Linked DNA regions of Mus musculus: region 1 is linked to region 2. The links are chromatin contacts, called in public HiChIP or PLAC-seq maps. All regions are on one chromosome and are shown on one strand. The core of a region is the stretch at or near the end of the contact, and the rest is flanking DNA. Distances in the headings are between cores, read along the strand shown.

Evidence for each region. HiChIP or PLAC-seq counts read pairs in DNA pulled down with a chosen protein or histone mark.
Region 1: a contact with region 2 is called in an H3K27ac HiChIP or PLAC-seq map of microglia, with 4 times the contacts expected there. The contact joins two enhancer-like sites. A contact is called at or near these places in 3 of 115 datasets of contacts at active chromatin or transcription factors (embryonic stem cells, fibro-adipogenic progenitors and microglia) and 3 of 9 other capture datasets (adipose tissue, liver and pancreatic islet).

What each region holds. Positions count from the first base shown.
Region 1 is chr8:108,780,066-108,785,111 of GRCm38.p6, forward strand. The region is part of intron 1 of Zfhx3 (zinc finger homeobox 3); the gene reads left to right. Among named protein-coding and RNA genes, the nearest start is that of Zfhx3, 68 kb to the left of the region's middle. Within about 2 kb of position 1,321, at least 36 of the 459 cell types and tissues checked have an H3K27ac peak or open chromatin away from gene starts, as enhancers often do. A contact at or near this core is called in microglia, where this site is marked.
Region 2 is chr8:108,608,952-108,613,727 of GRCm38.p6, forward strand. It overlaps a transcript of Zfhx3 not described here. Among named protein-coding and RNA genes, the nearest start is that of Lncbate1, 27 kb to the left of the region's middle. Within about 2 kb of position 3,195, at least 60 of the 459 cell types and tissues checked have an H3K27ac peak or open chromatin away from gene starts, as enhancers often do. A contact at or near this core is called in microglia, where this site is marked.

The sequences.
Region 1 (5,046 bases), core at 71-2,570, 170 kb after region 2:
GCATCCCTTGCTGGCCTTCTCAGCCCCTTGATTATCATAATGTGGAGGTGCCCTTGTTCAAGAAACCTTTATTTCACTTACCAGTGGCCACAAGGTTAAAGACTGGTAATGCCTGCAACTCAGATATGCTCCAGGGAAGCCCCCAAAGTGCTGCCCTTAAATGAAAAAGGCCCAAGTTCTTAGGGAAAGAAAAGAAAATCTATGTACTGAGGCTGCTCAGAGCTAGGTGACAAACTTCCTCTCAGGAAATTTAGGAAGAAGGAAAAAGGAAGCTCACACACATCCGCTGTTATACCACCGAAGTGGGTGTCGCTGTAATGAGAGAGTAGACCCGAGAGGACGTAAAGCCAGCGTGGAGAGTTTAAGACTTGACTAAGTAGTTTGGCCATTGGTTCTTGGGGAGAGAAAGCATAAAGTGGTTTTCTAGTTTTCTACAATCAAAGGTGGTACCAAGAGTTCCTTCCAGAGAGACAGGGTCAGACAGTGCGGGGCAGCCCCCTTTGGGCATGCTCTGTCAGGACAGGTTGTGAGTGGTGGAAAGCTAGCCACTTAGAGATAGCTTGTGGTCTGCTGGAAGCGGGAGGGAGGGCGGGTGTTCATGCCATAAGTCCGGAATGGACTTTTTGGGAGTCAGTTCGTAATTTCAGTAATTGAAACCACAGAAGTAGTTAAGGTAGTTGATATACAGAGATGAGAGCAGAGAGCCAAGAGGAAGAAGTACCACAGAGCTTAAATGCAGCAGGAGAGTCACGGGGAGGGATTTCTGCGGGTTGCAATCATAGTGAATTTTTATTGGAAAGTATATAGCCCAGAGAACTTAGGAATGGGAAGAGGGCAGGTGATGTGGAGATCGGAGAGGGAGGAGAGCCAAGAGAGTGAGTCAGAGAAGCGAAGGGAGATGATTTAAGGATGCAGTGGTGAGCAGTTCTCAAGGCAGGGGAGATGGCAGAAGATAATGTAAGAGAGTGAGAGCCATTGACCCGAGCCATTGACCCAAGGTGGGGCTGGCATGGGTGACCTAGGATGGAGAGGGGTGGAGTCCTAGAGACAGCGGTATCCCCTTGCTCACTTGAAGGGATACTTGGTCCTTACCAGAAGGGCACTTGATTTGTCTCTCTGTGTGTGTATGGGTGTGGGTGTGGGTGTGGGTGTGGGTGGGTGGGTGGGTGGAGTAGGGCCTGACATCTTTGCAATTTCATTGAGTCCCACGGTTGGTTCTGGCACACAGCAAGCCGTCTGGTGTCCTGTGCAATCACTTAGGGAAGGAGGAACTCACCAGGGACCAGGCAGACAGCTTTTGAGGAAGTGAAGCCATGGCAGCATCCACTGTCAGGAAGTGTTGTGATTCAAAGGAGGGACTAGGAGAGCATTGTCTGAGCCGAGGTATGAGTAAGTGGGACTCTAGTCCAGCTGTTTGTGGGACACTGGACTCTGGCGCAGTCCAGTGGAGAAGGGACCGACTATAGAGTCCTGTGAAACCCTTGGATTAATCAGCAGGGCAAAGGATAACAGCTCCTGTCATAGAAATAGCGTGCACCTCACAAATAGCTGCCGATGTAGTCAGTCTTAACCAATAAAGGAGGTAGGTTGAAATGTAGTTTCTTACCTGCTGGAGCAACATTGTCTTCACACGCAAATATACCACTATTGATGGTGCAGGGAACTTGACGCCCGGGGCCAATGCTAGTGGGACTTGGAAGATCTTTGTTGGAAGACAGGTTGGCTTACACGCCATAGTCTTGAATATCTTTCCCTTTAGAACCAGCCATTCTTCTTCTTCTTCTTTAAAGTGTATGCTAAGGAAATTGAACCAGAATACCATGGGCAAGTGCTAGGTTTGTAGTAAGAGGCACTACTGTGGCTTCAGAGGCTGACTTAGAGCACCCCTTCAGCTTGTATTCAGCTTTACAAGCCTCTCTGTTCTCATCTGTAAAATGGGTTCTTGCAAGGACCTAATGACTTGGTGTAGTCACTGTGGTGCTTACAGCCACTTGGTCCTATTGGGTGGACTCCAGGCATGGCCGCTGCTCATGTGTGTGGTTCTTCTTATGCATACAGAGATTCATGGGCTTTTATTGCAGATACAAATAGTGAAATATTGGGGATTATTGGACTGTCTATTTAAATGTAGTAACATTTGGTCAATTTATGCCGTGTCTGTAGGTGCAGCATCTACTGGGGCTGTTCGTGCTAACTTAGGAAGAGCATATGATGTCGTGGGAAAAGTGCATGCTAAATTAAGTTAAGAGAAATCCTTCCCCTTATAAGGAGCAGGGCATCTGAGGTTGATAGAGAAAGCCCAGAACTATAGAGACACAGAGAGAGAGAGAGGCATGGGAAACTGCCTGTCTCTCTGTGTTCTCAAGTCCTCTGGCTGGTGGCATTACAAGTGATTTTTTTTTCCCCCTTTAGCTTGAAGGTCTCTTTGTGGATATTGATTTCTTTACATACTTATACCTATACCTATACATACTGAATTCTTATTACTTTAGTCAGGAGATGTTATTTAAAATAAATGTTAACATCCTGAGGTGCCATTTTGAAACTGGACTGGGCCAGATGACCTGGCTATACACCGTCTCCTTGCTTGTGCTCAGCAGCCCCAGTAGCTAGGAGGAAGGAAACAGAAAAGGGGTCTTTTGAGGAGGGCTTGGGAGGAGGTAGAAGAGTTCTGGATGCCATCAAAGGAAGCAGTGAAGTGTTGATTTTTAGCCTGCCTGGGGTGAGGGGTGAACTGAGAAGACATTGAGGGATAAGCATAGATGGGGGCACGTGGCGGTGCACCCACTGGATAGGAGGGGTGGCTGATACAGCCAGGAAACAAACCTCCTCTGGTTGGTGAAGGGTGACTTGTCATCTCCAAGGCAGAGTGTGTGTGCTCATTGCTTTATGGGGACCAAATCACATTCAGGCCCGCCGTGTCTAAGGCCAGGATGGGAAGACCTCCACAAGACTTAGGGTGGATGGGTAAGGAAGATCTCATAGATGAGAGACAAGTATCGAATGGGAGACTAAATCCCAAATCTGTATTTAGAATACTATAGATTATAAAAGCTGGCGTGTCTTTTTCTTTTTTTCTCCCCCTTAAGTAGCTACCAATATAGTAAGTATTAAATGTTTTTGTCATAGACTCCCCGCCCCGCCCCCCCCTTCCCCTTTGTCATTTCCTATCGATGAAGTTTTCTGGAGAAACAGCACAGACTGGGTTCTGACTCCTAGCTCTCCCTGTCTCAGACCTCATGACTGCCCTGCCCCCTGCCCGCCCCAGACCCCACAGTAATCAGAGTCTCTCCGTGGCCATGTGTTCCTCGAAGAATGGACTGAGCCAGCACTTTTCACTTCCCGGTCGACTTATGTTCCTGCCACAAGCAGCAAGGGTGGACTCACCAGCCAACACGAAGCTCAGGGTCTAGATTAAATTTTGGGGTCTTCTGGACAGTGGGCTTCCTGTTTTTCGGAGGATCTGTGCAAGTATGTGTCACCTGGTCACACTTGCAGAATCCTTCCTGGGGCTGTTGGGACACCATCACTAAGCCCATGAAATCTCACTTGTGCACGGTTTAACACTTCCCGACTTAGGTGCATCAGTTGACAGAGGCTATTACGGTGTAAAACACTGAATGGTTCTTTACCAGGCTCCAAGCAAAAGCAGATCTGGGCATGATTTCTTTGCCCCTTGGACGATATTCCTAGTGTTTTGTTTTAGATTTATTTTTTATTTTTAATTATGTGTAAGTATCTGCAGTTCCCCCTTTGGAGCTGGAATTATAGGCAGCTGTGAGCTGCCCAGTGTTGGGGCTGGGAGTTCAAACTTAAGTTCTTTCTAAGAGCAGCAAGTGTCCTTAACACTTCCTTTGTGTTCTCTCTCTCTCTCTCTCTCTCTCTCTCTCTCTCTCTCTCTCTCTCTCCATGTGTGTGTTTGTGTTAGTAATGTTTTTGTATTTTTTAATTTTTATTTATTTTACTGTTTTAGTGTAGACTTACTACTGACCTGGTGGGCTTCTAGAATTCCTTGGTGGGGCTCATCTTAATTTTTGTTGTTGTTGTTTTTTGATTGTTTTTCACAAATGTAAGAAATGTAGCCAAAAGTTGTGATCTATCTTGTTGTTGTTGTTGTTGTTGTAGTGTTATATGAAAGTCTACCCTAGTTAAAATGGTCTATTGATTTGTCTTCTCCAACCAGAGGACTCTACCCAGAAGCCTCAGCTGCAGGAAGGGAAGACTGGTGCTCTGTTCTGTTCTTCTCATACTTCCTTGCCCAGCTTTTGTAGCCTCTGCCCCCTCATGAAGCTGAGGCAAGAGGGAATTTCCCATAAGGATGAGGACCTACACATCTGGGTGGGTTTTATAGTGCATGCACACTTTTGGAGAGTTTTGTTCCAGATAGTTCAGTTTTCTTCTGACTTTATTGCAGGTATAAAAGGAAGTTTTAAAAGCAGAACGGAGAATTCCCGTTCTTGGGCTGGAGCAATGGCTCAGTGGCTCAGAGCATCGATTGCTGTTCAGGAGGACATGGGTTCGATTCTCCCGTGGCAGCTCACAGCTGGACGTCACTCCAGTTGCAGGGGATCTGACACGATCACACACACACACACACACACACACACACACACACGTGCAGGCAAACGCCAGTGCACATAAAATTAAAATAAGTCATTAAAAAAAATTCCTATCTTCATCTGTAGTCATTTTGCAACATATTTGTGTGTTATACATACATGTACACATACATACCACATACTTGCATGTGGTTCTCATTAAGGTTTTTTTTTTGTTTGTTTGTATTTTTTTTTTTTAAATATAGCAAGACAGGGTTTTACTATGTAGCCCATGATGGCTTCACAGTTACCTTCCACAGCTTTCTTGTCTCTGCCTCCTCAGTACTGGGATTGGAGGTGTGTTTTACCATCCTAGCTCCTTACGTTGTTTGAGGATCGAGGCACCATGCCTCCCTCCTCCTGCATCCAAGCACGTCTTCTGACAAACTATCCCGTGTTAACATGCCAGGCATAGGCTCCCATTAACCCATCCACAGACCACATCCAG
Region 2 (4,776 bases), core at 1,945-4,444:
AATGTTCTATTCTTAGGACATAATTGATATGCTCTCTCTCTCTCTCTCTCTCTCTCTCTCTCTCTCAACAAATGATTTACCAAAATACTGCACGATTTCCTTAAAAAGTGTGACCCTCCCTTTCCTGCCTCACTTCTCTTTCCTGGATCAGGACATAGTTTCCATGGCTTTATTAAAAAAAAAAAAAAAAAAAGATTATTTCAGCAGATCTCTTCAACTCGTCTCTATCCCTGGATCGGAGGGAGTTCAGAAAGGCTAATGTAAGAGACAAGGGTGGGATGAAGAAGGCTCTGCTGCTTCTGATATGAGCAGATATTCCCTGGAACTCCAGGCATCCCCCTGAGACCCGTGGCTTCCTTCACATCTCACAGCAAACCCCACAGTTATAAAAAGCCAGCTAACTAAATAATGCCGTAGGAATCTTAATGACTAGGGTCACTTGGCCAACAACATGACATAGCTTTTTCCTCCCAGAATTCAAACATTCAAAATTACAAATATCCCATCCAATTCAGACTTAATTATCACTCTCCAAACTTCCAGAGCTTTCTCTGTTTCGATTCTGTAAGCCAAGAAGCAGTGTGGTACAGCTAAGAGCCGGTGAGCGAGCTTGTTTTCGAAGGGCCAGTGGGAAAAGTACCAGAGTTGTTGTCTCTTCCTGATACCCCACTATTTCTGGGAGGGGCCAGCTCTTTGACAAAGATGCCTAAAATCGCCTGGAACAGATTTTATCATGAACAGGATGGAATTAGCTTGTGTTGAGTCCTGATGTCTGTTTCAAGTAGACCACCAAGAATATAGTCCCTACAGAGAAGGTCTTTGCTAGTTGGTGGATACAGACAATAAAAATAACTGTCCTGAAACCCCAGGACTTACCAGTTACCATCCCCCTCAACCAATGTGGAGCTAGTCTGCACTGTCAGCCACATGAGGAAAGGACACCAGAGGGGACCAACACCCTTGAGATGTCCCTGTGGCCCTGCCTACCAATGGCATTTTCTCCTTCTTCTGAATGGCTCAGTTACAGAACTGGTTACATCTGGCCTCTTCTGACTGGGCCCTAGCTCACTCATTTCTTAAGGCTAATAAAATCCTCAGTGCAGCTGGAGAGAGAGAGTATCCAGTGACAGATAGGACCTTGACAGACAAGGCCAGGAGAAGGGTTCCTACCTGTTTTGGAAGATGTCTCCTCACAATCCTGGGATTGATTCTCTGAAAATCTACTTCAGACTGCCTCACCCTCCAGACCGTTGTCTGATCCCCCAGTGGTCCTGCTTCTGCCTCCCAACTGCAGGGGTAGGGATGAGGGTGCTACCACACTTGGTTTAGGAAGTGCTGGAGATCAAACCTGGGCTCCTGTACATAAAGGACAAACCCCCTCTCTACTGAGCTGCATCCCAAGTCTATCATTGCCTTTAATGGTCATGGGTTTGGGTTTTTTTGTTGGTTTTTTTTGTTGTTGTTGTTTTTTGATTTTTTTGTATTTTTTTTGGTTTTTTTTTAATTAGACAGTTATTTCTCAGTACCAAAAATTATTTAGTTAAATAGAAATTACCACCTATCTACTAGCAGTACTTCCAATAAGCCTGACTTTTGTATTATCAGAAAAAGTTTTGTTCTTTCTCTCTTTCTCTGTATTTTTTTATCCAAAATATTTAGTGCCAGAAGTATTTGATGATTCAGATTCCCCACCCTCCCCCTCAATTTTGGAATATTTGCATATGCATAATGAGTCATGGGGGAACATGATCCATTTTAATTTGATATTTATTTACCCTTCCCATTGCACATTATACACATAGCCTGAAGATATTTTATACAATATTTTTAGTGTACCTGCACTGTGATGACAATCTGTCATCTGAGGTCAGGTGAAGAATTTTCTACACATAGCTTCAAATTGACACTCAAAAAGTTTGGGAACTTTTTGGATTTCGAATTTTTTGAATGAGCATGCTCAACCCTCACCCCAATCTTGTGTGTGTGTGTGTGTGTGTGTGTGTGTGTGTGTGTGTGTGTGTGCGTGTGTGTGTGTGTGTCTACATACACATCAACAGTCATCTTAGGGGACTGACTCAAAAGCCCTTTTCAGATACCAAAGTCTGTATGTGACTGCTTGAGTCCTTCATGTACAGTAACATGGTATTTGCATGTAACCTACACACATCTTCCTACACATTAGGTCACTTCTAGATCCCGTGTCTCTAATGCCATGTAGGTTCTGTGTAAATTGTTTTACTGTGTGTGTTCAGGGAACATTGGTAAGAGGAAAAAATCCGGGCTGGTCCTATATACATGTAACTTTCTCACGTGTTTTAAACATATATTTGGCTGAGTGGGCAGATGAGGACTGAGAGATAGGGAAAGCTGTGTATTTATGCGTGTCTATCTACATGGAAAACGGTATATGTGCCTCTATGATACAAGTGTGAGTAATTGTGTCTCACTGTATCGGTAGGTTCCACTTCCAGTGTACTATATCGTAGTACCATCGGGGGATCTGTTCAAGTGGAGATCAGAGCAATGGGTCCTAGGTTGATGGCTCAGCCTCCGTGGTTTTTTTTTTTTTTTTTTTTTTTTTTTTTTTTTTTAAGAGCTGGTGTCTGGGAGATGCCCATTATCTGTAAGACAAATGCCCTTTATGCAGACCTCTGAAGCCTGAAGATCATGTACCCCTAACAGTGCATTGTTTTGCCTTTGGATGGTGTTTGGGATTGCTTGTAAGGATATATATTTCAACTGGGAAAATAAAAACCTTTATTTTTAGGCTGAAATTGTGTTCACACTACTTCGTGTCCATGATTTTAGCATTTGTCCTTCATTTTTCACCCATCGTTAGTCTAATGAGGGTTTTCTGAAGGTTAAACCTCTGACTTAGTTCTTGTTCCCCAGAATATATTTTTATTTACCAAAATCTCATATCACCATGGTAACTATCAAGAGTCCTTTAAAATGCACGCTGCTTTTTTTTTTTTTCTTGGTACCAATCTACTGCACAATCTACAGGCAACAGACATTGCAAAACAAAAAAAGTCACCCAGCCCCCATGGCTCTCAGGTCTTCCCATTCTGATGCATCTCCAGGAGGAGGGAACAAAAAAAAAAAACCTACAAAGATAATAAACTCCTGTACTACAAGACAGGGACAGGGCGTGCATGTCCCAAGCCTCGAGCTCTCAGTGCTGTGCGAGAGAAGAGGAAATGCTGAAAAGCGGAACAGGAAACAGATGGGGGGACACGATCTCTCGAACCCCCCAAAAGTTCCAAGAAACCTCAGACTAGCCTGGTTGCTGGAAGGTTAGGACAAAATAGTAACAAAGAGAAGCCACCTGAAGCAGGCACCAGGAGAGGTCACAGCAAAGGGGAGCTGTGTAGCTGGCAGCTCAGTAGCAGGCGGGGAAGGAGAAAGTTAAACCATGCCTGCATCCATTGAGACCAGCGTGGTGGAGAAGGTCGACATCGTCGTTGCAAAGCTTGCCCCATGCCCTCGCCTCACTCTGGCTGCATAGCCAGCTCTTCAGCCATATGTGTCTGGAGACACTATTTCCTTTGGCTAAATGAAGAGCTTCTACGGCCCTTTCTTTACTGGGAATTGAGCTTTCAAAGGGGACGAAAAGAAATGCACTTGGTCTGCATCATCGTGAGCCTTAAGGGGTTCCTGTAAAGGTAAGAAATGGATTGTCCGAGTCCATGTGCTGGGGCCATTTTCAATGACTCAAGCGGAGATACATCAAAGAATCTAAACGACTTCATTAAAATTCACTCTGTCATGCAATGATTTGTCCATGAAAAGAAAATGATTCTCATGCCCGAGACCCGTCCTCTAGGAAGAACTTTCCAGGCAGGAACAAACATGCTGGGGTGGAATATTTCATCTCTTTACAGGTTGTGCAAGTCCGGGGTGGAATTGTTCCTTCCCCGCTAGAGAGCTGGGCCAGTTTCCTGAGATGCTCCAAGAGGCCTCCCCTCTCCAAGTGAGATGGCAGAGTTCTCTCCCCAAATCCCGGACACCCCTCCCCCTCCCCAGCAACTGCATTTCACTTGTGACCTCGCCCAGCCTGTGGTCAGGAAAGAGCCTTTGAACACATCTCCAAAGTTGCTATGATTAGAAGGGCTTTGATTAGCCAGCTCAGCTGGTCCCTCCTTGCTGTTACTCTTCGCCCTTCCCCCACCCCCTTCCCATGACTCCTTTCTCCATCCCATAATCCAGGCAGTCCAGGCAGTTCAGAGTTTTGGTTGTTTTTTTCTTAAGCAACTCTCTCTCTCTCTCTCTCTCTCTCTCTCTCTCTCTCTCTCTCTCTCTCTCTCTCTCTCTCTCTCTCTTTCCAATTGCTTCCTAAATCTCAAAACACAGTTAACACTAATCCCGATTTGTTTAGGGTTTATCTACATTATTAATTCCAATCATGTGAAAAAGAAAAAGGGGGAAAAAAAAGTGTGAGGCCCTGGTTTGTGTACAAAGTTTGGGTGTCTGTGAAAGGAGCCAGCTATCCCTGGGAAACATATTTTCTTTAGATATCTTTTTAATCCAAACAACTTTCTTTTCTAGTCTGAAAATATTCCTTGTGATGGGACCTGTCCTGAACCATTTCATTTATTATTATCGCCTCCCCCCCCACACACACACACCCCAGTTGATATCTTTTGAAGCTGCTGCCTGCATTAATCTGGACTTAATATGGATTTAAACATTTACAATGGAAAATAATTTTGGTTAAAAAATAATCTCTCTCCATAAAGCTAGAGGACCCGCGCCCTGCCCCTCATGCAACTGTCA